Linked DNA regions of Mus musculus: region 1 is linked to region 2. Evidence: chromatin contacts called from public Hi-C data. All regions are on one chromosome and are shown on one strand. Each heading gives the region's core, a stretch centred on a gene start, on an enhancer-like site or on the middle of the called end of the contact. The rest is flanking DNA. Distances are from core to core; before and after follow the strand shown. Region 1 overlaps Fstl1 (follistatin-like 1). Region 2 has its middle 44 kb from the start of Gtf2e1.

Region 1 (5,281 bases), core at 1,955-4,454, 320 kb before region 2:
CTTAAATGCAATAAGTTAGGGTCTAACCCATTTCCAGGATACAGGGCAGCTTGATAGAAGGGAGAAGAGAAAAGCCCATGGCCATTGTATTCACATTCATATTAAGAATGAAGATTTATTAAAGTCTTGCTTACTTCTCAAGGCTTATTTTGCCTTTCAAATGCCATTTAAAAACAAAACTCAAAGCTGACACTCTGTCTGATAATTTAAAAATCTGCATACCCTTTGACCCAGAAGGTGCCCAGTGGCCATCAATTCTAAAAAATAAAGGGTATTTGTAAAATGATACTATTGTTGTGGTAAACAACCCCAGAGAACTACTTAAATATCCATCTCTTAGGAAATGAATGAATAAATTTACATTTCTAAATATTACACAGTTGTTTTAAAATGAGCTAAAAAAAAATCTATGCTGATATGGGTGGCTTCCATGGCCCACCAAAGGCTGCAAAGTAAATTGCACAGACCTATGTGTGGAAATGTTATTTTGTATAAAATAGATAGGGGAAAGTCTAGTGTTTAGAAAAGTTGTTAGTGCCAGTTACCTAAGACTAATGAGAACTGAGCGCCATTAGTACAAATGTCTAAATACCTATGCTATTTAACACACAAACAATTAGTAACTTTTTAATTTAAAGAAAAGTTTAAAATGTAATACCATACCTAATTTCATGTATTGCAATACAGTTTACATATTAAGTAACACTGCAATGGAGTGACTTCATAGAGTTTTAAGTTGAAGGAAAAAAGGAACCATTTACTCTTACAGAGTCTCCCCTCAGAACATTTTTTTTAGGTCACTTTTTCAAAGTGGGTCAATGTGACGAATATACTTGTGACTAGCCATGTGACCTCTTGTTACACCAGCAGTCAGTGGAATTACAAAGATTGTTCAACTATCACAACCACTATCTCAAAGGATGGACACACGTTGGATTCGTATGGAAAACTACACAATTCTTGCTCCTTCAGATGCAGCACAAAAACAAATAAACCCAAAATTCAAAAGGTAGAAACTATGACAGACTAGAAACTAGACAAAATATTGATGTACATCCTTTCATGACTCATGCGTCCCTCTGTCCATCCTACCTCACCGATGACTGCATCGTAGCACCCCTTCCTCTCTCAACCTCAACTGTACCCTCCTGTACACCTCTCTGTGTTATATGTGTGGTCTAGGATCCACATGGGAAGGAGAACATGCGTTTTGTTTTTCTTCCTGAGCCTGAATCATCTCACTTAATAGTACACCTTCTAGGTCCATCTATTTTCCTACACATTTCATTTTTCTTTAAAGATAAATAATATTTCTTTTTATATCATTTTAAAAACTATTATTTTATGTATGTGAGCGTACTGTCACACCAGTAGAGGGCATTGGATCCCATTACAGATAGTAGTGAGCCCCTAGGACCTCTTTGAACTCAGGACCTCTGGAAGAGCTGTCAGTGCTCTTAATCACTGAGCCATCTCTCCAGCCCTGAATAATTATTCATTGTCTATATGTCCCACATTTCCATCATCTGTTCATATGCTGATGGACAACCAGACTGGTTCTATTTTCTTGTTAACATCATTTTTTTTTCTTTTTTTTTCTTTTTCTTTCTTTTTTGGTGTTCATGTATGTATTGAGGCCAAAGATCCATATTGTGTTGTCCTTGGTTGTTTTCAGTATAACTTTCTGAGATAGAGTTATCACTATGCCTGGAGCTCATGATTTGGCTGGAATGGTTAGTCAGTGAACTCCATGGATTTGCCTCCTCTCGCCCAGCACTGCGGTCAGTGCCTCCTGCTGCCATGCCAGTCATCTGTGTAGGTCCTGAGGCTGTGATGGCAGCAAGCGCATCTCCTACTGAGCAAGTTCTCAAGGACCCCCTAAACAGTCAGCACCCCCCATGCCTGACACCAGGACTCACCTCAATGCAGAGGCACGTGGGCTCCCCCTTCTCTGTGACGGCACATTCCCTGCCAGCTCCACAAAACACATTGGCGCAGATCTTGGATTTGCTTCTAGGTTCCTCCTAAAACACAGATCATAAAGGATGCCACGTTACTGAGATGAGCCCATCACAGGATGAAACATTGGTGGTAATGACCTTTCAGGCTTGGGGCTTCCGTGTGCCAAAAGTTATCTTTTAGCATCAGACTCACAGGCATTGTTCTGGCTCAGGTACAGGCACTGAAGATTGTTCCCCTGTGAAGAGTGACTTTCTTGCATCCTTCCTCATTAAAAAAAAATACGGTTTGAGCATTTGTGATAAAGCCAGCACTATGCTAAGGGCTAGAGCTACACAGGGCAATCTTTGATCTCATGAACTCTGTGACTCTCAGGGAGGAACACATATACGGAAGGGCCACAGTGGGTGCTCTGGGGAGCAGGGGTGTATGGGAGAATCAGATGGCCCTTTCTGAAGATTCCACACCTTAACTGTCTCTTTAAGGATGAGAAGTCTAAGCTAGGAAGAAATGGAAACACTGGAGACACATCCAGACATCTTAACACCAAGGTATTTACTGCAATACCATCTGAAAGGACCGAAGGATGGTCACCATGTGGATATGCTATGATATCCAGCCACTCTCTGTGTGTACCCAGGCTACAAGATGAAGAGGACCAAACCCACTCCAAAAAGAGTATGGCCCCCAAGCTTCTTGCTGGTCAGGTTTCCTGTTCAGACAGATGTTACAGAACTGCAGGGAGAGGAAGGTCTGTATGCCACATGTGGATTGTGATAGGACCAGTTTGTTGGTGGTACATTCCTTTACTCCCACGACATTCACCCCCCAGCTCTGTGGTAGTGGTGGATAAACAAAGACAGGGATTCCCCCGGGGCCTCTGTTCCGCCAGGCTGGGCTGGCTGAATCACCCAAGGCTTCCAGGCCTTAGACGACTGGGCTGGAGCTGGTTACAAAACAACAAAGACAGAAGAGGCCTACGAATGACTTGGGTAACAGCAAAGTCCACATTTCCAGCCCTTGCCTACAGTGTATCTAAAGAACTCATACCTACAAGGCTTACTGTAACAGTAAATGTTTTAAACGGGGGAACCAGACACACACACACACACACACACACACACACACACACACACACACACACACACACACACACGGAAACAAAGTAGAGGCTTGAGAGGTGATGGGTCCATAATAGCTGCTCTGCTGCCACTTGGAGGCTGCTCTGCAAACTCCAGGTTATTCTTGTCTCCCATAAGCCCCCTTGCCTGCCATGCAGAGCTCTCATTGGTCTAGAACTCATTTGCATGCTCAGATCTCATTGGCTTAAATGCTGTTGCTAAACTAATTTTTTTTTTTAAAATGTTGCTAAGGAGAATTCAAAAAAGCTGGCAGACAGTGAAGAAAAGAGGAAGTAATTCCCAGAAGGGTGGAGGATGGATTTAGATCTTTGTTTCCTAAACAGAGAGGGGGAATAAAATTGAGCAAACTCTTCAGACAGACAGGGCTCTCCCTCTTGTGGGAGCTGTGTCTCCGAGCAAAAAGCAGAGCCAGAAGGGAATAGAAAAAGACAGTGCTGATTGTTATAAAAGACAATTCCAGTGGCCTCTTCAACTTCCCTGAGCTGAACACTTTAACCCCTGGGCCTATCACAGGAGCTGAAGATACACAAATGCACAAATCAGTGAGCTTTGGCATATGTCTGCATTCAAGGAAAAACTCAAATGTTCCCAGTGTGTACTTAACTAGTCCCTCTGATCCTTTAAACTACACATCTCCTCGTCTGTGGGGCAGGAGAAAATGGTGGGTGGGGGAGGGGGCGAGCATGATCAAGGGGACACCTTACAGGGCTGCTTGCAGAAGATCCTGCCGAGTTCAGAGCCTCATCTTGTCTCATGTGCATGTTTATTGTTTAGTTATTGGTGTGTGGGAGGGGCACACCAGTCAGGGCAAGTTTGTGGAGGTCAGAGGATGGCTTTTTGGGTGTGTGTGTGTGTGTGGGGGGGGTTCTCTTTCCATCGGGTGAGTTCCAGAGATTGACCTCTGGCCCTCTGGCCTGGCTACAAGTGTTTTTACCCAATGAGCTACCCCCTCTTCTCTCCTACTGTGGTAAATATTCCTAATAAACACTATTATGTGGAATCTGAATTCAACCCAAGTCATTTGCACAGGTAGCTCACTGACGTTATGTTTGGAGGAGAACACCTTTTTCTTTCACCCTAACAACTAGTACTTGAAGAGTGCAATTAAAAACGTGAATGTTTTCACACACAGCATTTCACCTTACTGCATGGCTAACCTGAGAAGAGCATGCATATGATTATTAGCTCCATTTTACAAACGAGCAATTTGAGGCCCCAAAAGGTCAAATAATTTGCCTAAGTTCCCCAAACTAAAAAGAGAGAGAGAGAGAGAGAGAGAGAGAGAGAGAAACCTCTATTCAGCCCACGGGTAACTAAGAATCCATTTGTAAACACCTGGCTTCCCTCAAAGTGACCTACTATGGTTGGTGCTACTTAAGCGCTCTATATGTTCCTAATTCCAGAGTCATATTATCCCTCTTTTACAGGTAGGAAAGCTGACTTGAGAGGCCCAGTAACAAAAAGCGATAGAGTTGGATGTTCCTCCAACCAAAGGCAAATGATTCCTTTATGTTTGGTTGATTCTTACATCCGTATGCATTAAGGTTAGGGAAACTATAATGGGAATATGGATGTTACAATAGCAAGTGTAAGGCGTTTAGATCCCATATGCAGCACTCATACCCAGCCCCCTTCTTTATCTGCCACGAGTATTCTCTTGCAACCCCCTTCCTTGGGTGCAGACATAAAACATTGAAGGTTAGAATTGTCTTGAGAATTAACTGAGCCGCGCCATGTGCTGTGTAACAGGAAGCGACTGTCACTACAGGGGGTGATTTATTTTCAGTTTCCCCTGCGAAATGATGTCACTGTCACCTTGGACTGTCATGTCCCCATTCTTCCCTGTCTCATTGACAGTGGAAAGGTACGCCAGTGCCGAACTGACAGGATGCAAAATGCAAAGGGCCCAGCAACCCCTGGAGGGCCTTTCATACAGCAGAGATGGAGGAGGCTCTGGTTATATAAGCGGTCTCTTTGCAGGTGATATATCTGTCAATAGGTGGCAATCTCTCTCTTTGTCTCACACAGCCCTGAGCCGCATTGCAGAAGAGCCTTCCTGGCTGCTGCAGCCCCGCTCTGTCCTTTCAGTGAGAAATACAGGCGTGAGGGAGAGGAGGGTAGACCCGCCAGGGACACAGGCAGAAGGATCTGCCAGTGTGGGAAGGCTGTCTATTCTGTGG
Region 2 (5,901 bases), core at 1,765-4,264:
TTCTAGTCACTGCTGAGACTTACACCTAAGATTCCTGACTGTGGAGCGAGAGTCACTGTTTCCACGCAGTGTTGCCTCCCCTGGGTAGAAACAGGTCTCTGGTGGAAACTCACACGGTCTTCTCCCCTGGAGACTTCTTTGCTCTCTAACTCTTGTGGATCCACTGAGATAGAAGGTTTGTCTTTGTCTCAGGATCTCTCTGATTGGCTTTTTTTCCTTTCCATCATCTGGATTCTGTCTCATTGGTCTGTACCAACCACCTCAAGTTTTATGTTTTAATGGACATACTCTCTCTCGAGACAGTGATTTTTGCCTCCAAGTGATAATAGCTTTGGCCTTGCTGCTCATTTGACTCAAGTTCTTCAACTCTGCCATTGATTTCCCAACAATCTTAGATCCCTGAAAGTTGTAAGCCCCAAGTCCCACGCATTCCTGATGTAGCTTCCTCATTCCCGTCCTGTATTAGGGTGCTCAGCCGCAGAGGTGTAAAACACACCACTGGTGTCACTGATTTCCATCTGGCCCTTTCAGCCGTGCAGATCTCTCAGTGGTTCCTCCCACAGTTGATTCTCTTCTCTTTGGCTTTAGCCAATCTGTTCATAATCTTGGTATTCTTGTGCCTTTAATATCTGAGTTCAGTTTGCCCTCATGAAACTTCTGTAGTAAACTTTTTCAACTGTCTATTCACCCTCTCTGTTTCCTTTCTAATAATGCCCATGTTTTTTCCTAAGGATAGCTTTCCCAGGAAAGTGTGCATTCTCCCAGAGCGGTATAGCTCAGTGGTTGAAGTTAGCGGTGGTCATGTAACTTGTTTTAACCAATTGTGGAGAGAAATAACATATCATTAATGCATGATTTATCTTCCTCCCTGCTGTAGTAATTACTAAACCCTACATCAAGATGAAGCCTCCATTGTCCTGTATCCCAGGATGACTATAATGGTTGAGCACCCCCACCCCCCAACAGGTCAGTTTACCCTGTCACATCAGGAGACCAAGAAATGTATATCTGCTGGGTTTAAGCCACTGGGTTTTGGAGGTTGTATTACCGTTGCATAAGAAGGCTGGCCTAACAGAGCAATCTTGGTTTTTTTGACAGTGATCAGGAACTTGGACAAAGTGAGCAGGCAGTCTACAGTGTTTAGTGGCCAAGGAGTTGGTTAAGAAAAATGCTCATGGGTCGGTTGTTACACTAAGACAATAAGGAAAGGTTCCTGTGGCTTCAAGGAGGAAGTCTTTCACTTTTATAGATTCATGGGTATTAGATCTCAAACCCAGGACAATGGCCAACTGAGGTGCATTTCATCATCAAATCCTACCATGGCCTCCAGGTTCTCCCAGCATCCCCCAGTCTCTCTACCTGTTACAGGGTCCTGTTGACTGGCATACCCTACCCCTACCCTAACTATCTTCAGCCCAGGGGCTGGGGTGCCCTTCCCTCAGCTGCCCTCCCCTGTACGCTTGAGCCATCTGGGTTACCTGGCTCTTTAGGTTTACTGTTTACCCTGTCAATCAGTCTCTTGGCTCAGGCCGCCCCACCCCTCTTAGTTGGGTGCTCCGCCCCTCTTTCCCTTTTACCCTCATGGCCGACTCGGGGTCATGGTCACTCTGGACTCTCCCAGATGTCTCTGTCTCTGACTATGCCCCCCTTTTTATCTGCACTAAACCTCCATCACATCAGGAGCGGCCATGTCCTTCCTTTAGACCTTTCTTCATCTGACCATGAAAGACGAATTCCCATTTCCCTGGCTCTTATGTGTGAATGTGAAGTCTGGAATTATTAGGAAAGCCATCTCAGTACCAGCCTTCTGGTAAAGCCATCATACAGGAAATATGTTTTTCAGTTAGAAAAGCCAATAATCCCCTTTATTGTTTAAGCCACCTGGGTTGGGTTTGCTGTAAACTTCAAAAATATTGAAATAGGTTACTTCCCTCCTGTTATTTCTACTTCTCCCTAGCTCATAAGGTCTCGGAGAAGCAATAAGTACCAACAGCATCCATTTGTAAAGACCTGCTGCACACAAGCCACCATATTGATCTTCAGAAGGAAAACAAATATATTCCATATCAGGGTAGCAAATATATGTGTGAGCTCCTTGAGAGAATCTTTTCCTATGTATATTTGTTTCCCTGGCAAATAACACGTAAGTGGGTGCCGGGCAAATATTGTATTAACCGAACAGACATAAATTGATATTTACCCTACAATATTGTTGAGTCTTCCGAGCTTGAAAGATTCAAGAATGATACAAGATAGTGTGTGCTTTTCGTTCCAAGCCTGAACACCCAACGTATGCAGTATGAACAACGTGAGGGGAACAGTGCATCCTTGCCTGAGGGTTGGAAGCAGGAACACAGCTTTTCTGGAGAAAGCCAAGGTTAATCTTAAAGCAGGGCTGGGTGGGTCAGGGTTAGAGGGGGGCAGAGTGGAATCAGCATGGTAGAGTTGGGGTAGAGTTTAGATACCATCTGTGGTTAGGGAATCACCGAAGCATTGCTATACGATCAGGCTACCCTGGGAGCGTTCCCTCCATCCATTTGATGCTCATTATTTGGTGCAGGCACCTACCCTGACTCTTGCTAACTCACATGTTCAGATTATCCCCACCTAGTAGGTCATTACATATGCTTATAAAATTGCAGATGTCTGTCTACCTGCCATTTCTCCCCGGAGAAAGTATAAATTCCCAAGGGCATGTGGCAAGCGTCCTGCCTCTTCTCTGGCTCTCAACTTACTGCTGAGTGTGTTCACACACAGTAGGTCCTCAGTTAAGTGCCTACTGTGTTTGTTGAGTTGCTGCCGAGGATTTGGTTTTGGGGGATGATGTTATTTGCCTCCTGAGCCTGGTTTTCAACACATCAGTGCTTCATCAAAGCCCTGTCAGATCGGATTCTCAATAGGGTATCTTAAATACATGCTATTAAAATACCTAAATAGATGTGCCATCTGTTTCAATAGACTGAGCCTGGTGAATCAGCAGGAGAGGTGGGAGGCTGATCCAGCCAGACATGAACCAGTTGGGTGGGGAACAAGCAGCTAGCTCTCTCTGTGTCTTTACCACTCTAGAGTGCTCTCATCGGAATCTACAGATTTATAGGAAAAAACAAGATCAAGCAGCTAGCAAAATGTGAAGACTTGGGCGGCGTCTGAGCTAGTTAACGGCCATCTCTGCCTGGAGCCCTGCATCCTGCTATGGATAATGCTGAAACCTATGTCAGAGCAGGAGAAAGAAGAGCCGAGGGACATGCCCTTTCCCTGTTCTGGGCCTCCAAAATCTAGATCTTTGGTTTCGTGCAAGTTTATAAAGCATTAAGAAAAAAAGGAAAAAGAAAAGAAAAGAAAAAGTCAATTCATTTTGGGAACTGTCACTAGTGAAGTCACCCAGGACTTAAATCACTAAAGTCGAATGTAATGGTGGGAAAGGGGGTCAGAAGACAGTTTTTTTTGTACATTTCCCCTGGTGATATGCCATCAAGCCTGAGTGTCTAAATGCTCTAGGCTGCCAGGAGCCTGACCACAGTTAACTTCTTTCTCCCATTGCCCTTGTGATGCTGTGGCAGAGCCGGCCACTCTTGATGCTACCATTAAAGAAGGAAACAGATTCTTGGGTCACTCATCACCTCCCAAATCATGTTGAGAATGTTCTCTGTCTGTCTGTCCATCCCTGCCTCCCTCCATCCCTCCGTCCCTCCCTCCCCCCATTACTTCTTTTCCTTTCCATCCTCTAGGATTGTATCAGACAAGCTAATACATAAGAAAAGGCTTTACTTAAAAGGCATGTTAATCAGAGACTCACTGTCCTCCCAAGTTCAAGCTCCCAAGAAAGCAGGTATAAAGATCCTTTTCATCACCCGTCTCCTGGAGAGGCTGACTGCCTGGTTCCTGAGGCCCAAAGGGAGCACATTTGTCTGATCAATTCACTGGGGTCCAGGGTCAAGCCCTTGTCTTTGCAGCATCGGGAACTTGGTCTTGGCAGAGGCTCTGAGTTGATCAGACGCAGGACTGCTGACTCATGCTAACCCACAAGAGACTGATCTATAACCAGCATGGCAGTTTATTAATTTACAGTGGGAAACATTTGGCCTCATCTGCCCCTTCTATCCCTGTAGGCCAGTTGCATGGGAAGAGAGTTCATCAGAAGGTGGCTCGGTGAGCAGGAAACATTGACAAGGCAAGCTGGAGGATTGAAATGCTCAGCATCGCCAGGCAATGCCTATCCAGGGTCCCCGGCTCCTCCAGGCAAACTAGGATTTCAGGTACCTCAGTGGGGAACTTTGTTCTAGAACTAGGCTTGCACAGGTCATAGTCTGTGCCAAGACTCTCTGTTTCCCCACATTGCTTCTTCTGGCCATTCTCTCCACAGCACAGTACACTGGGCTTTCTATAGACTGTTCCTCATCAGACTTCCTGCAGTGGAACCGGGAAGTATCTGCTGGTTACCACAGCAGCACCTGCATCCATGAGAGAAACACAGACTTCTGTAGTGTATGGGAAATTCTAATTTATTAAGCTCAGGGAAGGGTCAAGGAAGCTAAATGTTTATGGGGTTCCCAGTGATGCTCAGGCCAGGGAACAACTCCTGTGAAAATATTGTTTCAGAATCTCTTACATCACCTTAAGATGACTGCATATTTTCATCGGGTCCCCTTTAGAGTGATTGTATATTGCTAATTTTCAGGGCAAAAAAAAAAATGTTACTTTGTAGTTCCTGTGTGTGTTGGGGGGACAATCACCATTGCCTCTTTGAGCTTTCCTTCCTCTAATCCTCCCTTTTCTTCAGCCCCGCCCCCCCCACTTCCCTTTCATAAATATTTATCAATACCTAATGCGTAAGGTAACTTCAGAGGATGTTATGGCAGCTGATGCTCCAAGTGCCAAAAGCAAAAGCTGCTTTAAGGTGATTATGGACTTTGGGGATTTGGATGTACAAGCCTAGTGCAGACTGTACTGAGGCCAGCCAATTAAGTGGCGATCTGATATGAACAACCTAGAAAGGGGTAGCAAGTACCAGTGGTCCATGAGTTGATGGATTCTAGAACATACCCTTATACTTCCAAGTTGTCTTAAGGGACACTCCAGGTACTAAGGCCCATCCCACCTCTAACTAGGAAAACAGCGTCTCCTCTTCCTCAGCCTGGTTCCTACCTTGCCAGCTCCTGGTGGTGCCTGGCTTCTACTGGAGCACTGAAATCAGGGAAGCAAAGGACTCCAGTAAGCACTGTTTTATACCCAGGCATTATGTTCCCCAAATGGATTCCACCAAAACAGATTTTGAAATCCTCATTTTCCAGAAGAAATTGAGGCTCAGAAAGGTTAAGCACTTTGCTAAAGGTCAGAGGTGAGCAATGGGATTGAATTCCAGGTTTACTCAGTTTTAAGTCCTGTCTCGGTTTTTCTGCCATTCTATACTGTTCATAGATGGGGGCGGTGCATGCAGGAATTTTTGAGCATGAGCTTCACAGTGCTGTGCATATGTATTTATAGATAATTCTCATAATTTCTCTCTGCAAAATGACATATATAAATACACATCTTCTAAATATATGCTGTAATGATGACTATCATATTCCTACATATAAAATATACTAACGTCGAAATCTGCATTTGCTTATATAGCTAGTTCTGATTTATTTATAGAGAAGAATAAAGGCTCCAGTGGAACAGGGTGGGAATTGGGGTACCTGGCCATTCACTTACTGTTTTCAGAAAAGACTCCATTTCCTTCTGAGACTCATTTCTGCCATCTGAAGAGAGGTTTGATTAGGTCCCTAACATGCTAGGTTTCGAAGGACCCAGTGACAACTGTTACTATGTTTTAGATCAAAGTGTAGAACGGGTATGCTAGATTAAAAATAAAGTGAACAATGGGGATGTAGAGATGGCTCAGCAGACAGGAGCCCT

Evidence for each region. Hi-C and Micro-C count contacts between places; a contact is called where the count stands out from the background.
Region 1: a contact with region 2 is called in a Hi-C map of cerebellum, with 1.8 times the contacts expected there. The contact joins two enhancer-like sites.

Annotation. Positions count from the first base shown.
Region 1 is chr16:37,812,449-37,817,729 of GRCm38.p6, reverse strand. It overlaps Fstl1 (follistatin-like 1), which reads right to left. Exons shown (of 11, transcript NM_008047.5): 3 at 1,920-2,024. Among named protein-coding and RNA genes, the nearest start is that of Gm41452, 35 kb to the left of the region's middle. Within about 2 kb of position 3,204, at least 176 of the 459 cell types and tissues checked have an H3K27ac peak or open chromatin away from gene starts, as enhancers often do. A contact at or near this core is called in cerebellum, where this site is marked.
Region 2 is chr16:37,492,359-37,498,259 of GRCm38.p6, reverse strand. No RefSeq gene overlaps it. Among named protein-coding and RNA genes, the nearest start is that of Gtf2e1, 44 kb to the left of the region's middle. Within about 2 kb of position 3,014, at least 16 of the 459 cell types and tissues checked have an H3K27ac peak or open chromatin away from gene starts, as enhancers often do. A contact at or near this core is called in cerebellum, where this site is marked.